Regions from separate parts of the Hordeum vulgare genome. Here region 1 is linked to region 2. A link is a contact called in public Hi-C data. All regions are on one chromosome and are shown on one strand. Each heading gives the region's core, a stretch centred on a gene start, on an enhancer-like site or on the middle of the called end of the contact. The rest is flanking DNA. Distances are from core to core; before and after follow the strand shown.

Region 1 (5,869 bases), core at 187-2,686, 42 kb before region 2:
ATGTGCGGACTCTAAGAAGTTAATTTAAGCTCAAATTGTGCATCTAAGTCAAAAGAACTGACACATACACTCCTACGCTAAAACCCAGAAACCACTATACTTCTAGAGCATTTGAAATGAGCTAGACTAGGAGTGAGAGATGAAAGGATGAAGTAGCTAACCTTTTAGAACACTTGTGTAGTTGGTGCACCGCCAAACCTAGAAAAATCTTGAGGAAAATGGAGCTTGGAGGTCGAGCTTGGAGAGGAGAAAGCTTAAGTGTGGCTCGGTCATTTCATCAAACACCTCATGTGCATGCATAGAACGGTGAACAGAGCAGGGCATACACACCTCCCACACGGCCCAAAAAAACAGAGGAGAGGATGGGCAGGGGGGAGGGTATATATAGGCATCTCTTTGGTCCTGGTTGGTGGTAAGAACCAGGACAAAAGACTGACCTTTAGTCCCGCTTCCAGCCACCAATCGGGACTAAAGGTGTTGTGCCAAGAGCGAGGACCATTGGTCCCGATTCGTGTCTGGAACCGGGACCAAAGGGGTCATACGAACCGGGACTGTGGCCCGGCCAGCGCCCTGGCCGCACGAATCGGGACTGATGCACCCATTGGTCCCGGTTCGTAACAGAACCGGAATTAAATATCTTATCCCGCCTGAACCAAAGCCATGTTTTTTACTAATGATATAACAATATTTTAACACTAATAGTATCAGAAACCCTCATATATCATGGGGCGGAGGGAGTATATGCTCCGAGAGCCAAAAATCCACATCCATTTTCTTTCCCCAACCTTTGCATTGGTACCACATACTACTCCCTCCGTTCACAAACATAAGATGTTCAAAACAGTGTATGATAATGTGTTTCTTCACTAATTTCAGTTCGTGCAAAGTTTACAATAAAATATTCAAAATAATTTATATTTTCTAACGGAGGGAATATCATCTAAAATACAAAATCTACTCTCTGTTCATTTATGTACTATTCATTCCACTGTTGCTAGCTGAAATCTCACCACCAAACTCGTGGACAAAAGATAAAGGTCACGAGCAGATAATAACTCCCAAGCTAGCATTTCGACAGCTCAACGACAAGTACGTTCGTGACCTATGGCTATGGGCCTACGGTGCTACTGTTACAAAGAGTTGTGTTGCTTCTTTAATTTTATTTCTGAAGGCAATTGGCTTCCTGCTTTATTTGGTGCAAGAGGTTTGGCAGTTCTACACTGTAGCCTGTCAAGCTCCACACGTACACTGTAGCCTGGCATTTTCTCAAGCTATGCTGCTACAGTAGCCAGGCATATCAAGCTCCACGCACTGTAGCCTGGCATGTCAAGCTCCACACGTACACTGTAGCCTGGCATTTTCTCAAGCTATGCTGCTATAGTAGCCAGGCATATCAACCTCCACGCACTGTGGCCTGGCATGTCAAGCTCCACACGTACACTGTAGCCTGGCATGTCTCAAGCTATGCTACTACAGTAACCAGGCATATCAAGCTCCACACACTGTAGCCTGGCATGTCAAGCTATGCTACTACAGTAGCCTGGCATGTCAAAGCTCCAGACGCTAGCTAGTACTCCCTCTGTTTTACTCCATAATGTAAAATCGTATTTAATACTATGCCCACACACAAGTGTTTGACAGGAGAACACAAGCGCGTCCTTCACTTGTCCAGGATTGAAGGAAGATCCGGAAATTTGAAGGAATATTTAGCTTGAAAACTAAAATAATCCTATTTAAGACAAAACATTAGAAAGAAGGATTGTAAAAAAAATTCCACCGTTGATACATTTTCAGAAGTTGCATGGATATTCTATTCTACACACTTGAATATTTTATTAGGTATAAGCATGTAAATTTTCCATTGAGTGCGAAACATTTCCTCAAATGATGTTTTCCAACGAAGTATTTTCCATATGTGTGTGTATTATATTTTGGTTTTTCGTCCAGCATACAATTTTTTCGTAAAGTGCATGAACTTTTCTTGGCACACCTGATTTCAAAATAAAAAGTGGATATTTTACCATAATATGAAACATGAAAATTACTCCCTCCGTAAAGAGATATAAGAGTATTTAGATCACTAAAATAGTTATCTAAACACTCTTATATTTCTTTACGGAGGGAGTATCTTATAAGACAAGTCCCCATTCAATCCTATTTAGGGAGTTGCATGGAAATTTAATTTTACACACTTGGAACAATTTTCATCAGGCAGGAACATTTTCTGAAAATGGTGGAACATTTGTTTTAAAACCCATACAAAATAGATACTACAATAGTATGATATATTTGCTTATTATAAAATATGAATATATATTAAATTTCTAGTAAACCATATTTATTTTCTTAATCTAGTTTTTTTATTGAAACTTTCTTTGTCTAGTTAAATCGCAAAAGACACTAGTTCGGCTGGGCCATTGGTGATTCGGTGTGAGCAGTGTGTGAGGTTGCTTTGGAGTTGGCAACCCATGGAACAGACTGTTCTTTTATGAGGCCGGCCCAGTAGACAGGTAATTATTGTAGCTTCCTCTTTTTTTGCTTATTTCTCTTTTTCTTTTTTGGGACCTTTTCCTTCCCGTTTTCCTTTTTTTCTTTTTTACCAAAATGAAAAAACGTTAAACCTCTTAAATAATTTTTTAAAACCCTGAACGTTTTTTAAAACAGGGAACATATTTGAAAACATGAACAATTTTTAAATGACGAATTTTTTTTAAATCTAGAGAAATAAAATTTAAACCAAAACAATTTAAAAAAATCTAGAACAGACTTAGGACCGCAAACAAATCTTTCAAGAACGAACATTTTTGGAATTTTAAGAACAAATATTTGAAGCAGAGAACAATTTTGAAAACCTCGAACAAATTTGGAAGCATGAACAAGTTTTAAAAGCACGAACAGTTTTCTAAATCTTGAGAACAAATTTTGAAAATGAGGATAATTACGAAAAATCCTGAACATATTCAGAACATTTTTTTAAAATCCAGAACAATCACTTGAATAAGAGCAGAGACATTGTCCGAATTTGAAGAACATTTTTTGAAAACCTAGTATATTGTTTGATAATCCGAAACATTTTTCTGAAAAAAAGCAGAAACAGAATTTGAAGAAATTTATTGAAAACTGAGTACAATTTTGAAAATCGAGGTCATACTTCAAATAAACAAAAACTTATTTCGAACTTTAAGAACATTTTTCAAAATCTAGAACATTTGTCTAAAAATCAAAAATATTTTAAGAATTTGAAGCACAATTTTTGAAAATACAGAATAGTTTTTGAAATTTCAGATGAGGTTTTTGAAAAAAGGCAGAAACAGTTGTTAAAAAACCCAGTACATTTTTTGAAAATTCCGATCATTGTTTGAAATTCAGATTTTTTTTTGAAAATCCAGATCATTCTTTTGAAAAAAAGCAAAACAGAATTTGAAAACCCATTACAGTTTTTGAAAATCGAGAACATTTTTCTAAAAACTAAAATATTTTCGAATTTGGACAACAATGTTTGAAAATCCCGAACATTTTTTGAAAATCCAGAACATATTTTGAAAAGCCATAACAGTTTTTTAAAAAAAACAGGAAAAAAAGAATCAGGAAAGAAGAAAGAAAAAAGAAAACGAAAAAAAAAAGAAAAACCGGTTCAGGGAGCCTTCTACAAAATTTCCTAAAACTGGAAACAAAGGGTTGAGAAAAGTCTAGAAGGTTCCCAAAACCGGGATCCCCGCAACCGGTAATGGGCCGGCCCAAATCACGTCGCTCCTTGTTCATCCCTATACGAACGCCGACATCTTGACGCAAAGGTCAGCGAATAGCATTTTCCCGAGTTTACATTCTTCTAGATAAAATCTAGCGTTTGGACCAAATGTTCGTCAATGATACTTCCTCTGTTTTTAAATATAAGTTTTATTTTAACATTTTACTAAACGATTGCATACGGATACAAATTCATTTTTTTGCTCCGTATGTAGTTTTTCAATAAAAAATTTAAAAAGACTTATATTTTGAAATGAAGGGAGTATAAAATACCTAATCTCAATTAATATTTTCTTCGACGGACATGCAAGCAGTAGCTATCCACTTATCGCTAGACAAGTTAGGCATGCAGAAGATATTTACTAATGCCTCCGATCCATATTGCTTGTATTGGACTTATCAAGGTACCGATGTAGCTAACACTAAGATACAACCGTATATAGACATGTAATATGGATCGAAGGAAGTACCTACTATATTCGTCACGTGAATTAAAGTATCGAGCAATCTTTAAATCTATACTTCTAATAAGCTAGATATACACATCTATATAAAACACGCAATCTCCCTCCGTTCTAAAATAAGTGACTTAAGCTTAATACAGATTTGTACTAAATCTAGTACAAAGTTAAGACAGTTATTTTAGAAATGGAGGGAGTATATAACAACACAAAGAGGTTGAATTGTACGTACGTGAGCATAACCAGCTTCCTGCCCTCCTGTACTGTACAGTGTACACCATGGCGATGCTGAAGAAGAACACGAGCGTCCAGCGTCAAATCTGCAACGTTGCTGATATCAGAAAATCAACGGCATTTTTCAGATTATATTTAAAACCCACATTTTCCTTTGTTTTTTATGTCTACGGACATGCAGGAAGATGAGCCGGCTGAGTTTCCCTTACCGGCGTCGTGTTACTTCATCTTTTTCTCAAACTGCACCGACGACCCATGCAGGAAGTTCTGTGGTGGGGACAGCAGGTCGCCTTTTGGTGAGCTGAGCTCATGCTGTAACTTTGGAATCTTATGACATTCGAGTAGGGTCACTCCCCCTCCACTCCCCTCCCGTGACCCGCGCCCGTGCCTCCCGCCTCCTCACCCCCTTCTCTCCTCCCTCCCGTCGTCGCATGTGCGCCGCGTCGGCCCTTGGTCGGGCGGCCCCGGTGGCGGCGGGCCTCCTGGCTCGGGTGGCGCGGGGCAGCCCGGGGCCTGGTGGTGCTCCTCGGCGGCAGCAGCCCCGCGCGGCGATGGGGCTCCTCCTGGTGCGACGTTAGTGGTCTCAATGGCGGTGGTGCTGTCGTTGTTTGATGGGCGGCGGTGATGGCGCTCCGACCTTGCAAGCCCAGATTTGTGCCCCTCGGGCCTGGTCTGGGTCAGGTCGGTCCTGCCTCGTTGCCTCCGGTTGGCCTGTGGCGTGGCTCGCGACGGCCATGACAGCGTTGACGCCTCACCGCTGCTGCGTGGCGATGGGAACTTCACGGACTTGTCCATGCCCGGCTGAGATTTTAGGATGCATGAGGGTGGCGGCGACGGTGGCCTACGTGAAGCACCACGGTGGCGAGCACTTTACGAGCCTCGGGGCTCGGTCGGGCCTGTTTGGCCTGGTGTGTCCCTGCTGCTGTGTCCAGTCGACATCCTCCACCGTCTCATGTAGTGAGAAATTACAGATTTTCAATCAGCTTAGGCTTACCCGTGGAGCGTTGGATGGGCCATACTGGGCCATGGCCCAAGCTTTACCAAATGTGCCATGACCCAGTATCTCGAATATTTACCAAATGGGACATATAACCATGGCCCAGTATCTCGAATCTTTACCAAATGGGCCAGACAATTTTACATTTTCTAAACAGAAATATTATTTTCTTAATCTAGTAAAATAGCAAAAGCCAAAGTTGGGTTGTGCTCTACCCACATGGCGTCATCAGACTATATGCGTTTAATGTGAACGATGCGAGGTTTACCTAAAGAGGCCGTATTCCATAGGTTAAGCCATAGGGAACGCCTATGTCTAAACTGAAATATGTAAATTTAAAAATGTTTCATTCCATTCAAGAAATGTCTGTACCATTTTAAAAATTATTCTAAACACTTCAAAAAGTTTGAAGATTTTACATAATATCATG
Region 2 (6,327 bases), core at 3,412-5,911:
GACACGATGGCGTCCAGCGCGGAGCAGGGGACGAAGATCCCGCCGCACGTCCACTCGGAGCACGGTCCGCCGGGCAGGTTGGCCACGCAGCCGCCGCAGGCCTGGTGCCCGCATTCGTCGCACTGCACACACACAGATCCAAGAGTCCGCCTGTAAATCGATACATCTATCTCCACGGAAGAATCGATTATCGACCGGAGTGTGCGTGGAAGAAGCAGAGAGAGCAGGGAACCTGGAAGACCGGCGGCTTGAAGGGGAGGGTGCAGAGCGGGCAGTGAAGCACGCGCATGTCCATCTTCACGGCGAGCTCTACTCTCGAGCCGTGCCCCGCCGCCGCGGCGACGACCGGGCCTCCGTCGTCTCCTCCTCCGGCCGCATGATGCAGGCCGGTCTCTGGCTTCACATGGCCGTTGGCGCTCCAGCCTCGCCTCCTCGGCGCTCTCGACGGCCATCTCCATCGTCGGCGGTGAGCCCCCGTTCCTTCCCTCGGTGTCGGCGCTCTGCATACCGGCCAGCTCTTGGGGCAAAACACTCCCCGTCGGCCTGTCTCCGGCGAAAGCTTTCACGAGGGGGTGAGGAGAAGGCAGCTCGCTCGCTCGGAGTCGGAGGACAAAAAAGAAGAGGAGACACGGAATTTTCAGTTGGTGAAAGAGTAATGCTAGCGCCATCTATAAAAAAGAAGATGAGCTACAATGTCTCTCTTTGAGTTGGTGAAAGAGTAATGCCACATGTACAAAATGATAGTACTTCAAATTTTTTTACAAACACCGACCGATGTGAGTTGAATTAGTTGGCGAAATGGGAGATGCACATTATGTATCACAATGCCTATCCAGCAGCGGCATGCATGTTTGTTCGAATCATCTTCATTAAACTGAAATCAGACAAGCTTTACTGCCGAGCCGGGTGGATGGTCAGGTCACTGCTACCAAGCTCACAACAGTGGTGGTTTCCCGAATTGATGAGTCTGGTTCAGACTGAAAAATGGCAGTGGTGGCCGGCACTAGGCACGTGAAGGAGGAGGGCTAAAGGATGCACTGGGGCCTGAACAAATTTCCTCTCCTCCTTTTGAAACACGGGGTGCAAAGTCTTTCTCCTTGCTTATTTCGAGCTCAACATATCGATGCCCAAACGGTTCGTCAGACGATTTGATCCCGTTTTACTTCTCGTCTCTTCAAATACCTTCAGAAATAATCTCACTAATAGTCCATCATCGTTGTACAACTTTTCCAAGATAATTCCTAGAAACATAGAGCTTGTCTTGTCCCTTTGCTTCTCCATTGAACAAGAAATATTATGATAAGTATTTAGGAAAACAAGGCACAAGCCCCTGGATGCCGTTGGATCTTGCCCGGTTTGAATCAGGGTCATGTGAGGTGCGCCTATACCACTAAACATAATGTTGCAAGGTCTGCTTAACCCAGGAGAGGCGAACTGCACCATGCTCTTTGCGGTGGAAATTTTTTGGTGAGAAACATACCTTGTTGAAAGGAAATTGACAATAATAATACTCGCAAGTTGTGTTGCTGGCTGGCTACTTGAGAAAAAGTCATGTCATACTAGTTGATTGTTTGATTCATCAGCCGACATACAGGCATATGGTTATAGGTCTGCAAAGCATGGTGCAGCAGTATGTTATGATAACTGCACTGTATCACCATGCCAATCAGTCATTCTATGCTGGATGTTATATATAGTAGCCTCCCAGTTCAGCCTGATTATATTAGATAGAGGAAAACAATGGCTTAATAATCTCTAGTACGTATGAGATTACCATAGAAACATGATGGAGGATAAACCAAAACATGGGGTATCTTGTTACTCTGCATTCCATTGAAGAGAGAAACAATCAGACCATGGCTGATTGCCTGTGTTCCAAAGCCAACAATAAATTCCAATTACAGTACATGAACACAGCACCCAACAATTACACCGCCAATAATGCACGCTACTTAACCAAAAAAACTTTAAATTCTCACTGCTGTTGTGGAATCTTATACATCTTACAATTAATATAAGGGAGTACAGCACCATCAAAAACAGAAGAAAAGCGCCCACCCGCGGATCCGCCCAAAGCAAGATACCATGTTACCCAGTGGCCTTCTCAACAAGTCAATAACAGATATATCACTGCGGGTTTAACCTGGCTACCTGCTACTACAGATATAGTTCAGGGAACAACGCACAAGGCTCATCAGATACAGAGTACAAATGGTGACATATGGAGTACACAGAGCTAGACTTGGCTAATGCTAACCTGGACCTCATTTTGATTTCCGTTTTCTTAGAAGATTAAAGTCAAGCTTTTCATGCTTGTTTGACTTGCCAGACCCACGACCATTGCTTTGTGAAGAACCGCGGCCATCCACGTTCTGGCCAGTCGTCTTTGGCAGCTTGCGCAACGGTGGTGTTTCCATCTCCAGCTCAGGCTCTTTTCTCTTCAACTCATTCAGAGATATGCTTTCTGAACTATCAACATTGAAGCTTCTAAATCTTGATGCTGATACATCATCCACTCTGCACTTTCATTTCCCACTTAAATCATCGAAAAGCCTCAAAACTACATATGCCAAAGATAGCTGATGCAGACATATACGAAGTATAGATGCAAGTGTTCTTCTGGTGAATACGATGTCAATCATGTATGGCACACTAGAAGGACTCAAGAGATCAAAATGAATCTAATTTTTAGCAATAGTTTGAACATAAAAGAACTGCATCAGAACTAGATAAAAACATCACCCAGTATGTGCGCTAATCTAAAGTTGTTTATGTCCTCTATCACTAACTTCTTGAAAAAAAAGTACAATATCATCGTCCTTTATTTACAGTCACGTAGCTTGAAAGTATACAGTTCCTCTGAACATGTAACTTGTATTTTGAGCACTTCAAGAGATAGGCATGCCCAGCTCAACAAAGTGGAATATACAGGGTTTCTCGAAATGTTGATGATCACACTGGTACAAATTTAGCAACCGAAATTAACAACTCCCTTTGATTCATATTACTTGTCTTAGATTTGTCTAAGACAAGTAATATGGATCGGGGGGAATAATTACTTTACACATTTGCAATGCATCAATCCTGGCGAATAGCTAAAATGAAACTTGTGACAGACGGCATTCCCAAGGTAACTTAACAGAGAAGAGAAAAGGAGCCATTGTAGTAGCTAACCTGCTAGTATTTGCACTGTCTTGTTGAGAATTACTAGGTGAAGCCGATTGTGTTGGGCGACCACTTGCCTCGTCATTTAGTTTCTACAGGTCTAGGCTTGTGTAAGGGAACATCCATCTAAAGGACATAATAGACTGAAGGACAAAAGGCTACAGAACTCACATCAATGGATGGATTGAAATTTTGGAATGACATTCGACCCTTTACAGCTCCTGGATGTGGATTGCCCTCCATGACAACTACACTGAAAAAAAGAAACTAGTTTTGCTTAGTCTGCGGTGACAAATCAAAGCTAGTAATCCTTAATGGATTTTGTGCTGGATAGGAAAGGCAGTAAAATCTAAAGCTGAAACTGGATGAAAAATTTCTCCGAAAAAACAAACTAATAAATCTGTTTAACATGCTTATAATTTATGACCAAGCTGCAAAGTATGATTGAAGTTCAAAAGATAGACACAAAAGCATGTAATGTAACACTATGCCAACAGTCTCCTCCAAAAACAGTGACTAGGTACAGCTGCATAAGCACATTCCTAGTCATACTTTTTGCAATACGTGCATTTGCTCAAGGGAAACTGGTGGCGTTCACAGGAGTTTGCATGAGTTTCTTTTTGTACCAGATACTTGAACCAAAAGTGGTGCGATTCTTCATCGGTTCCCGGCTTCGCAGGGGTCAGCAACTAAGCAATATCACCAAAATTACTGGAATTGCACTTGTACAGCATAGTTTTCACCCAATATGTGGCATTTTCCTAGGTGAAACTGCCAGTAAATATTCACAGGAGTTTGTGCGAGTACCCTTTTGTAACAAACATTCGACTCGAAGGCGGTGTGATCTTCACCGACTTCCATTTGCGCAGGGGTCAGTGACTACGCTAGCAGAAATATAACTACAATTGCATCGCTATCGCACAGTCTTCTTAATAACAACAAATCTAAAATCCTCCGCAACCACTTCCCTAACCCGAGCATACCCAAGCCAAGATACAAGCAACAGAGGAAGAACGTCTGCAGCCAAGAAGAAGCGGGCCTTTGAACAACCCACACACGTACCACTTCCTGGCGACCTGGACCGACGAGCCAACCCCGCCTCCGTTGGCCGCCGGCGTCATCACCACCTCCACCTCGGCCGCCGCCTCCTCCACCTCCACATCGGCCTTGTCCTCAACCTTCTGCGCGACCGCCGCCCGCTGCATAAACTGCGCCACCGCACACGCACGCAGAGAAGAGGAAACACGCCCGTCAGAGACCAGGAGCCATGGCCAGAGGAAGCAGAGGGGTCGATTCCTCACCTTGAGGTTCCGCAGCGTGCTCGAGAGCCCCTTCTTCGCCGACATCTCGCCGCCGCCGCCGCTCCGACACTCCCCCTCTCCCTCTCTCAGCGCCCCCTAATCCAATCTAGGGTTAGGGTTTAGAGGCGGCCGTCTCGTCTCGCGGGAGGAACACCGGAAAAACAGAGAGACGGGGGAGCACGAGGAGAAACAGAGACGGACTCGGCCCAACCCAAAGCCCGGTTTTTCTTTTTGTACACTGACGGACCGGGCCCGCGCGTCATTGGCTTCCCTCCGTGTCCCCTCTCACCGCCAGGCGGGCCCGGTTTCCCGACCCACACGCCACGGCCACACCGAGTCGGCCACGGGCTCGCAGGCGGACCGTGGAACCCACCAAACGCCGTAGATAAAAGCGGAGCCCTCCTTCCTCTTCCCCGGCCAACAAATCCACGGCTCGACTCCGCAGATTGATCGATCGCTGGAGCTCGTGCTAAACTTCAGATCGATCTTTTGATCGCTTCTCATGGAGGACACAGGGATGGCTATGCAGTGGGAGAGCAAGGAGGAGGAGCACGCGAGGGAGGCGTGGCAGGCGTACCTCCGGCAGCAGCGGTCGCGCAGCGGGTGGGCGCAGTACCTGCGGTGCCGCCCCATGTCGCTGCTGGGCAAGAACGACGGCAGCAACTTTGTGGTAATGCCGGCGTCGGCGCTGGAGCGGCTCACGTCGCTGGGGGTGGGGGCGGGGTCCCCGATGGAGTTCCGGGTCCAGAACGCCGCCACACTCGAGGCCTCCCACCTCGGCGTGCTCGAGTTCGGCTGCGAGGAGGGGTTCGTGCACGTGCCCGCCCACGCCATGGCGCGCCTCGGGCTGGAGGACGGCGACCTCGTACTGGTCACCAGGATCGCGTCGTCGCTCCCCAAGGCCGCGTCCATCATGCTGCGCCCGCACACCGCCGACTTTCTGCGGGCCAAGAACCACAAGGAGCTGCTGGAGCACTGCATGAAGAGCTACTCCATGGTCACCGTCGGCGACACCATCGCCGTCTACGAGGGGGACACCAGGTACCTCCTCGACGTCGTCGACGCCATGCCCGCCCACGCCGTCTCCACCCTCGACACCGACTGCGAGGTCGACTTCGCGCTGCCCCTCGACTACGTCGAGCCGCCGCCCGTCGTTGCTCCGGTCGTCGCCGCCGCCCCATGCCAAGACTGCGCCGGTGGCGAAGAGCGGCGGTTCGTCGGCGTCGGGATAAGGATGGACGGCAAGCCTGTGGAGCAGGCGCCGCCCCCTGCGCCGCCGGCGGGTTCTTCGGGTAAGGGCAACAATATTGCCAGTAGTGAGCATGTGCTTCGGTTCTTCGGCGGCCGCGTCGGCTCGGGGCCGCCCGCGGGCGCCAAGTCGGCCAAGAAGAAGGTTGACGGCGAGGAGGACAAGGAGGCCAAACGCTTCGCCGGACAGAAGTATACCTTGTAGAATAGTAGAATCGAAGATCCCAAGCAACGACTGAAACAATCTCGGAAACAACTTGGTGACACAGAAGCTTAAGTTTGCCACGCAAAATGTGTGGCTTTATTTTTATTTTTGACACAAAAGTTTTGTGGCTCTCTTCTCTACCTAGAGGTGGTGCAAATATGGAGAGTTTTTCAGTGTGTCCTGAGTAAGGGATCTATGTAGTGTCATTGTCTATGTACTGTTTCACGCATATAATAAATGTTTACGAGCTAAAAGTTTCTGTATTTCTTTTCCACTAAATTTACACACAGAAATCTATCAATGTCTATAATACGATATCGGGATATTTACATGTCAATAATTTCCGTGTTTCATCAAATTTTATTAAACAAAATAACACAGAGGCAAAATGTGTACACCATTTTAATT

Evidence for each region. A called contact is a pair of places that touch in the nucleus more often than the background predicts.
Region 1: a contact with region 2 is called in a Hi-C map of leaf, with 2.8 times the contacts expected there. The contact joins the enhancer-like site here to the promoter of LOC123442659 in region 2. A contact is called at or near these places in 2 of 6 Hi-C or Micro-C datasets (leaf and seedling).

What each region holds. Positions count from the first base shown.
Region 1 is chr3H:21,342,863-21,348,731 of MorexV3_pseudomolecules_assembly, reverse strand. No RefSeq gene overlaps it. Among protein-coding and RNA genes, the nearest start is that of LOC123439329, 19 kb to the right of the region's middle. Within about 2 kb of position 1,436, at least 3 of the 3 cell types and tissues checked have open chromatin away from gene starts, as enhancers often do. A contact at or near this core is called in leaf and seedling, where this site is marked.
Region 2 is chr3H:21,304,039-21,310,365 of MorexV3_pseudomolecules_assembly, reverse strand. It overlaps LOC123442659, which reads right to left and starts at 4,661. Exons shown (of 5, transcript XM_045118766.1): 1 at 4,467-4,661; 2 at 4,228-4,373; 3 at 3,337-3,418; 4 at 3,175-3,257; 5 at 1,953-2,517. The coding sequence starts at 4,511. The coding sequence ends at 2,265. It overlaps LOC123441395 (ubiquitin recognition factor in ER-associated degradation protein 1-like), which reads left to right and starts at 5,299. Exons shown (of 1, transcript XM_045117853.1): 1 at 5,299-5,919. The coding sequence starts at 5,299. The coding sequence ends at 5,919. It also overlaps the pseudogene LOC123439327.